Linked DNA regions of Pan troglodytes: region 1 is linked to region 2. A link is a contact called in public HiChIP or PLAC-seq data. All regions are on one chromosome and are shown on one strand. Each heading gives the region's core, a stretch centred on a gene start, on an enhancer-like site or on the middle of the called end of the contact. The rest is flanking DNA. Distances are from core to core; before and after follow the strand shown. Region 1 holds the start of COX18 (cytochrome c oxidase assembly factor COX18). Region 2 holds the start of ANKRD17 (ankyrin repeat domain 17).

Region 1 (3,737 bases), core at 1,065-3,564, 190 kb before region 2:
TCTTCTGCGACTGATTTCTTTGTCTCCGTTCCCCGAGAGCAAGTATAGTAACCACTTGTGCTTGGAGCACAAATCCAGTAAGACAAAAGAAATGACAGGTACACGTGTCACAAAGTATCTTATTTAACACACCTAATGCTAGTTCAATTTTTTTTAACGCTAAAATGGTCACAATGAAATGGTCACGATGATTAAACTCTAAGCACTGCAGAAGGCAACATCGTGGGATCGAAAACCCTGAGTGAATGTCGGCCTTCCTCCGCCGCAGGGGTTGCAGCGCAGGGTACGCGCACGGCTCGGCGCCCCTCACCTTGGCCAGGATGTAGTGCTGGTAGGCTGCCAAAGGCAGCGTGACAGCACCCCGTAAGGCCACGGTGGAGAGCAGAATGCTGCCCCACCAGGGCAGGCCCGTGGCGGCGTGCACGCCGAGCAGTACTTCCTCCGCAACCCGCACCGGCGAAGACGCGGCCAGGGCCTCGTACCAGCCGTTCGCATGTACTGCCGAGACTGGTGCCACTGCCCACACTGGGAGAGTGGGGCGCTTGGCGCCGCTCGTAGGAACCGGCGCAAGCGGCAGGTCCCTAGCCCAAAGCTGCAGGGCAGGGAGCGGCCGCAGCCACCGACCGCCGAGCCGGCACAGCATTTCTGCACCACGGCGGAGCCCAGATCCCGGGCCTCACAATCCAGCGGACATACACCAGCCAGCCAAGGCTGATACGCGCACGCGCCAGCAACAGCGGGCATAAAGCGCATGCGCGCCTGCCTGCAGCCGCGATTGACCTTCCCAGTCAAGCCGGTGACGTCTTGCGTCGCAGTGGATGTGACGCAAGAGATAGGAAAGTCCCGCCTTTCCCACGCGGCACTGGATAGGCCTACTGCGCACACGCGAAAGTTTCCCGCTGCTGGGGTGTAGTTAGTCCGAGGCCGGACCAAAACTGCAGAGACGTGGGTGGAGCCTGCTGCCCTCCGCCAGGCTGGGTGTTCTTTAGGGAGCTCTCGCCTTGTAAAGTTCATCTACACCGTCTAACTTACCATTCTTTTTCACTAAAGCTAATAGTCATTTGTAGTGGAATTATCCTTGCTCGGTTTTTTGTGACCAGAAGCTGATCCCCAGCCTCTTTACGTGCACCTGATTGCTTCCGTTAGCGATTACGATAGATTATCATACTCAAGAGTCACACGTTGCTAAAGTACCTGCTTGTAGAGAGACGCATGTTTCTTGCTGACCCTGAGTGTTAAGCACGAGGGATAGTTCAGTCTCTTGTAGATTTAATTGGCCCATCTGTTCCAGTTAGTATTTTGACCACCACCTGCAAACTGAATTTCTTCGGTGTTTTGTCTTCCATGATAAATAGCAGCAAAAATCTTATAGTAAAAGTGTCATCTCTTTATTTAAGGGAAACTATCACTGGCAGTTCACTGGCAGTACGGTGAATTCCTTGAGTTTACTTGTATCCTATATAAGCTTTAAAGAGCCTGAACAGCAGCACTGGCTGTCTTCTGGTTTAAAGGAATACGTTGAATCTACATGGACTATATAGTTTTAACTTTTGTGTTCCTGGAAACAACAAAATGGAATGTTGTGGAGGAGTTTCCTCACCGAAGGGTCACCCCTAGACTACAGACTAAAATATGTTGTGAGGAGTAAACCTTGATTTTTATTTATTTATTTACTTACTTAGGAAAAGAAGCCTCCAACAATGTTGGGTAATGTCAAACGCCAGCTATCGTTTGCCCTTCACTGTGCACCTAACCAAGGGTACCCTACGATAACTTTCTCAGGATTCTGGAATTCATCTGCTTTCCAAACTGACTGATAAATCTATACATGAATTTTTAAATGTGTTTAAACACACAGCACAACACATGCTATATATAAACTTTTTCTAAAAGAAAAACCTACCAATCTATTTCTTTATCCATTTATTAAGCTAACAAAAAAGCCATCAGTTGCTACTACTGTTCAGCTGTTCATAATCTGAACAGAATTTTAAAGTTATTTTTGCTAGACACAGTGGATCACGCCTGTAATCCCAGCACTTTGGGAGGCCAAGATGGGAGGATACCTTAAGGGCAGAAGTTAGAGATCAGCCTTGGCAACATGGCAAGACCTCATCTCTACAACAAATACAAAAATCCTCCAGATGTGGTGGCTTGCATCTGTGGTCTCAGCTACCAGGAGGCTAAGGTGGGAGAATTGCTTGAGCCCCCCCGGAGTCCAAGGCTGCAGCGAGCAATGATCGAGCCAGTGCACTCCAGCCTGGGTAGCAACAAGATTCCCATCTCTTTAAAAAAAAAAAAAAAAGCAAGAAAAGAAAAGAAAAAAAAAGCTGTAAGCTGTTCTTCAATTCCTAAGATTTAATTTTGTGGAGTTCTATCAGGGGTCACAAATGAGATTTCAGTGTTGGAACACATTTTTTGCTATACATTGTGTTCATATATTACATTCTTATTTTAAAAAGTATTTCCTTAAGTTTGAATATTGATCTAAATAAAATTTATGAATATTTAGTTTCTGCTAATTTCATATATGTGTATAAACACATTTCTTAATCTATATAACAGGGATGACTAGAACTTGCTATCTACTTGGTAGAGGATGTTGGGGTAAGTAGTTGTCAATTTTAAAGCCCAATGCAAAAGAAAGTGTTACTACTAATGTATAGGTACTGTTTATACAACATTGTGATTATTTTGTATCTTTTGTTTCAGAGTACAGTACAAAATGATCTACAACTATTGAGTGGACCAACTGAAATCATTTGTCAATCCTCTTTGCAAATGAACTTGTGCAATGTATTAAAACATTTTTAAAAGTTCAACATTTATAATTAGCTTATTCCAGTCTTTGATATTAGTGTTATGTCAGTTAATTTCTCAACTTTAAATTCCTTAAGAAGAGACTACGTATTACATTTTCTTTCTGCAGTCTCTGTAATTCTTAACCATCATGGTGCCAAACACAGGAATGGAGCTTGCTATGGACTGAATGTTTTTGTCCTCCCCAGATTCTTTTTTGAAACCCCAAGGTGATGGTATTTGGAGGTAATCGTTTTAAGGGTAGAGCTCTCGAATTGGGTAAGTGCCCTCATAGGAAGAAACAAGGCTGGGCATGGTGGTTTACACCTGTAAATCCCTGTGCTTTGGGAAGCTGAGTGGGGAGGATCACATGAACCTAGGAGTTTGAGGTTGTAGTGAGCTATGATCATGCCACTGCACTCCAGCCTGGGTGACAGAGATCCTGTCTCTTGGAAAAGACAAAAGCAAGATGACCTTTTTCTGCCCTACACGAAGAAACTGAAAAGGAAACAGCCCTCTGCAAACCAGAGAAAAGGCCCTCAACAGAAACCATAAAGGCTGGCATGTTGACGTTAGACATTGTAGCTCTCAGAACTGTGAGAAACACATTCTGTTAATCTCCTCAGTCAACAGTATTTTTGTTGTAGTAGCCTGAATTAAGTGCTGAAAATTTGAATATGGGGTGTAATTATCATGTAATCATTTAGTCTTCTCTTTTCCCAAATATGCCTTCTGAAATGTTTGTCAAACTAAATGACTGTAGCTTACTAGGGTATATATAAAACAACAACAAAACACCTTTAAGAAATAAACTATTTCCATGAGCAATTGTTAGTGATCCCTTAGAATCAGATTAAGATTTCAGTTTTTCTTTCTTACTTAAGGCATTACTTCTCAAAACCAAAGCTACCTAATTTAGAATTGGCTTTTTTCTCTTT
Region 2 (3,824 bases), core at 508-3,007:
CCCTCCACCTCACAACTGGGAGAAGTTGATCAACCTCCTAGTTGGTCCCCAAGAGACTCATTTACCCATTATTTTACTCCTCCCGCTTTGATCCCGATCCCGCCTCAGACTAAGGTGGCCCTACTGGCCCCAGGCAGACCACCCCCCCACCCCCCGGCGTGCAAACAGGGAATCTAACCAATTCCCTCCATCCTTAACCAAGTGAGCGATCCCATGATAACAGGCTGTTCACCAACTCTGTGAACTCCGTGGTCCTCCCACCCCCACGTGTCAGCTACCCTCCCCCACATTCCCACACCTCACGATTTAGGCCGAGGGAAGAAAGGGGGCAGTCGAAAGCCTGGCCCCTAAGAGATCAACCCACTGGAGTCTGTCCCACTCCAAATCCCCTCCCACCTTCGGCCCCTATCCCTTACAGTCCCTTCCTCCCTCCTTCCTTTGAAACCAGGCCCTTGCCTCAGAAACCTCCTCTTCCTCGTCGTCGTCGTCCTCTTCTTCCTCGCTGTTGTTACTGCTGGTGCCGCCGCCGCCACCTCCGCCTCCACCGCCGCCTCCACCGCCGCCGCTGTTGTCGCTGTCGCTGCTGCTTTCGCTGCTGCTGGGGGGTCGGCAAGTCCGGTTACGCTTGGCCTTGTGGTGCTGCTGCTGCGGCGGCTTCTTCTTCAGGAGCAGGTCGCAGACTCGCACCATCCCACGAGGAGACGAGGCCGAGCGAGCTCCGCTGCTGCCGCCAACGCCGCCGCCGACCTCCGCCGCCGCGGGGGGGCCCGCCACAGCCGCCACCGCCGGGGGGCTCCCTTCTCCTTCTGCAGCCGTCGCCGCCGCCACCGGAACCGTCGCCTTCTCCATCCCCAGGGAAAGAGGGAGGGCGCGGACGGGGGAGGGGCGTGGGGCTACGCTCTACCGCGACTTCGGCCGCACTGGGGCCGACACAGCAATCGGTGCCGCCTCCGCCGCCACCGCCTCGGTCACCTCTACTGCCGCCGCCGCCGCCGCTCCGCCAGCTCTCACCTCGTCTCGCGATACTAAGGGCGGGGAGCCTGACGATGGGAGGGAGGGAGGGAGGGAAAGGGAGGGAGCAAGGGAAGGAGGGTGAGGCGTAACAGGGAGACCGGGTGTCGGGAGAACCAGAGGAGAGGAGACTGGAAAGAAGCGGGGAAGTGTGCCTGGGGCAGCTTCCGAAGGGGAACGGCGGGGACAGATGAGGGGGGCGCGATTGCAACCAGAGCGCCCGCGAGCTCCCGGATTTCTCCTCTTTCCTCGCTATTTCCCGCACACACAGCCCTGCAGCCCTCCCTTCTTCCTTCCTGGCTTGTGATTAGAACGCAGCCGCAGGCGGAAGTGCAGTGACGCCATCAGTCGTCGCCTGAGCCGTGGCGCGCGGGTGGCCGAAAGGCGAAAGTGAGATTTCAAGGGCCGGGTCTGGGGCCCCGCGGGCGCGCAGTGCTGCGACGTGTGGGGAGTACGGGGAGGCTGGAGAGGAGCCGGCCCCGGGCAGTGTGAGGTGCGGAAGCGCGGTCCAGACACTTTGCTGACGGGAGGCCGGTCCGCCAGATCCGGGAGGTGGGGCCTCGTTCTGGACTGCTGTACGTAGTTTTATTCCTGGTCATTTTTTTCCACCGCCAAATCGAGAGATAGAGCTTTGGATCATGAGAGATGGCGTCGTGTTGGGAAAAGAGCCTTCTTTACCTGAGTTTAAGCTCGGCTCATAGACATCCTCTACCTGAGTTTACACGTGTGTAATATGAAGGCAGTCGATTAGGAGATATCTAAGATCATTACTTACACCTCAAGTTTCCAAGGGGAGGAAGACACGGGAAGGATGCGTGGTCTGTGCCAGACTTTGTAGACGATTCACTGAATGACCCTGATTTAGCTCTTCCGGTCCTCTTCGATTCAGCTTGGAAGCAAGCATAAATAGTGATTGTTGTCTGTATACTTCTCTCGGAAGGAATGCTGTTATGGGAGTTGTGGGTTCATTTTTAGGTGTCTGAAGAAGTTTCAGGACTTTTGAAATGATAGTGGAGCCCATTGAACTCAGAATTATCCCTTTCTGGTCTAGTAGGAGTATAGTGGCATAAGGAAAATGAAGCAAACATCAAAGACAGATGTACTGGCACAAGATTAAAAGTATGTCTCAGCTGACATAGTTGCCATTTTAAGACTGCTAAGTTTAGCTGAATATGCCTGGATTTTTTTTTTTTAGCATTTTTTTTCTTTTTAGCATTGGCATACCATATGAAATGTGGGCAGTTGCCAGTACTCTACAGAGTACCATGGCAGAATTGGCAATGACTAAATCAATTCATTCAAACAAAAATTCATCATGTGCCTACTGTGTGCATAATTTGTGGAATCAAAGTCTCTTGTTTCCAGGGGCTTTACAGTGTAATAAGTGCTATAGTAAATATATATACGGAGTGGTAACCATCTGCCTATTCCTCTCCTACAGTCGTTGCTGAGTTCCAGTGTAGAACAGAGCACTGCATTGTGTATCTCACCACTACTGATTTAGATTTTATAATTTCAGCTGCATCCCTCCCTCCTACTTTGTATATTCTTCAGCATCTTTTTCTCCCTTTCCACTTGAATACTTTTCGCAATCTTTAAATCCCAGCCCATTTCATTATATGACTTTTAACTTAGAACTTCACAATTTTCCAAGTGCTAGAAATTTCCTGAGATTGCCTTTTCTCCATTATCAACGAATGAGAGACTCCCTGTTCATATGTGAGATTAACTCTTAATACATATTCTAGTTCCAATACCCCTCTTTCTCATGCATTTATTATCTTTTCTGTTGTCAACCTTCTACAAATTCTGGTTCCTTAGCTAATTCTTCTGTAGCTTTCAATTATTTCCTTCACAAGCAAACTTTCTTTCTTTAAAAAGTATTCTATACTCAGGAGGCTGAAGCAGGAGAATCGCTTGAACCTGGGAGGCGGAGTTTGCAGTGAGCTGAGATCCTGCTACTGCACTCTAGCTTGGGCGACAGAGCGAGACTCCATCTCAAAAAAAAAAGTGTCTACATTCAGTGTCTTTTTTGTTTTCTGAAATTGACTTGTCAGCCCTCTGCAGTCTAGTCTCTGTGTCTATCGTGCTACCAAAAATGCTCTCTTTAAAGTAATCTCATTGTTTGGAAGAAAATGAGTTTTTTGCTCTTTAATATAATAGTGAAATGATGATCCTGTTTCACTAGTAGGATAAGGTTCAAAACTATTAAAATGGACAAGGCCTGTAAAGTCACTTTCTTTTATTTTTATCTAACTTTTTTTTTCCCCCGTTAGAACCTCTGGCAGGGACTGACTAGCCCATGAAACTTATTTCTTCTTCCCAGGCACACAGCTAAACTAAATTTCACAGCTTTCCTTGTAGTTGGTTATAGTCATGTGATGAACTTCTTTTTTTGAGACAGAGTTTAGCTCTTGTTGCTCAGGCTGGAATGCAATGGCACAATCTCAGCTCACTGCAACCTCCGCCTCCCGTGTTCAAGCGATTCTCCTGCCTCAGCCTCCCAAGTAGCTGGGATTACAGGCATGTGCCATCACACCCGGCTAATTTTGTATTTTTAGTAGAGACACGGTTTCTCCATGTTGGTCAGGCTGGTCTCGAACCCCCGACCTCAGGTGATTCCCCCACCTCGGCTTCCAAAGTGCTGGGATTACGGGCGTGAGCCACCGAGCCTGGCCGTGATTAACTTCTAGCCAATTAAATATGAATGGAAATGATGTGCTCATTTTTAGGGTTAATGAAGTCCTCCTATTCTCCCTTACTCTTTTTTCGTCAACTTGATGCCTTTGAGCATGGTGACCTTCAAAACTATG

What was found. HiChIP or PLAC-seq counts read pairs in DNA pulled down with a chosen protein or histone mark.
Region 1: a contact with region 2 is called in an H3K4me3 HiChIP or PLAC-seq map of stem cell-derived excitatory neurons, with 5 times the contacts expected there. The contact joins the promoter of COX18 here to the promoter of ANKRD17 in region 2. A contact is called at or near these places in 1 of 7 Hi-C or Micro-C datasets (stem cell-derived neural progenitor cells) and 1 of 1 datasets of contacts at active chromatin or transcription factors (stem cell-derived excitatory neurons).

The regions. Positions count from the first base shown.
Region 1 is chr3:57,043,342-57,047,078 of NHGRI_mPanTro3-v2.0_pri, reverse strand. COX18 (cytochrome c oxidase assembly factor COX18) reads right to left here and starts at 2,314. Exons shown (of 5, transcript XM_009447750.5): 1 at 311-2,314. The coding sequence starts at 1,014.
Region 2 is chr3:56,853,796-56,857,619 of NHGRI_mPanTro3-v2.0_pri, reverse strand. It overlaps ANKRD17 (ankyrin repeat domain 17), which reads right to left and starts at 1,757. Exons shown (of 33, transcript XM_063809573.1): 1 at 457-1,757. The coding sequence starts at 849. It overlaps LOC107974297 (a long non-coding RNA gene), which reads left to right and starts at 1,469. Exons shown (of 3, transcript XR_010156574.1): 1 at 1,469-1,586.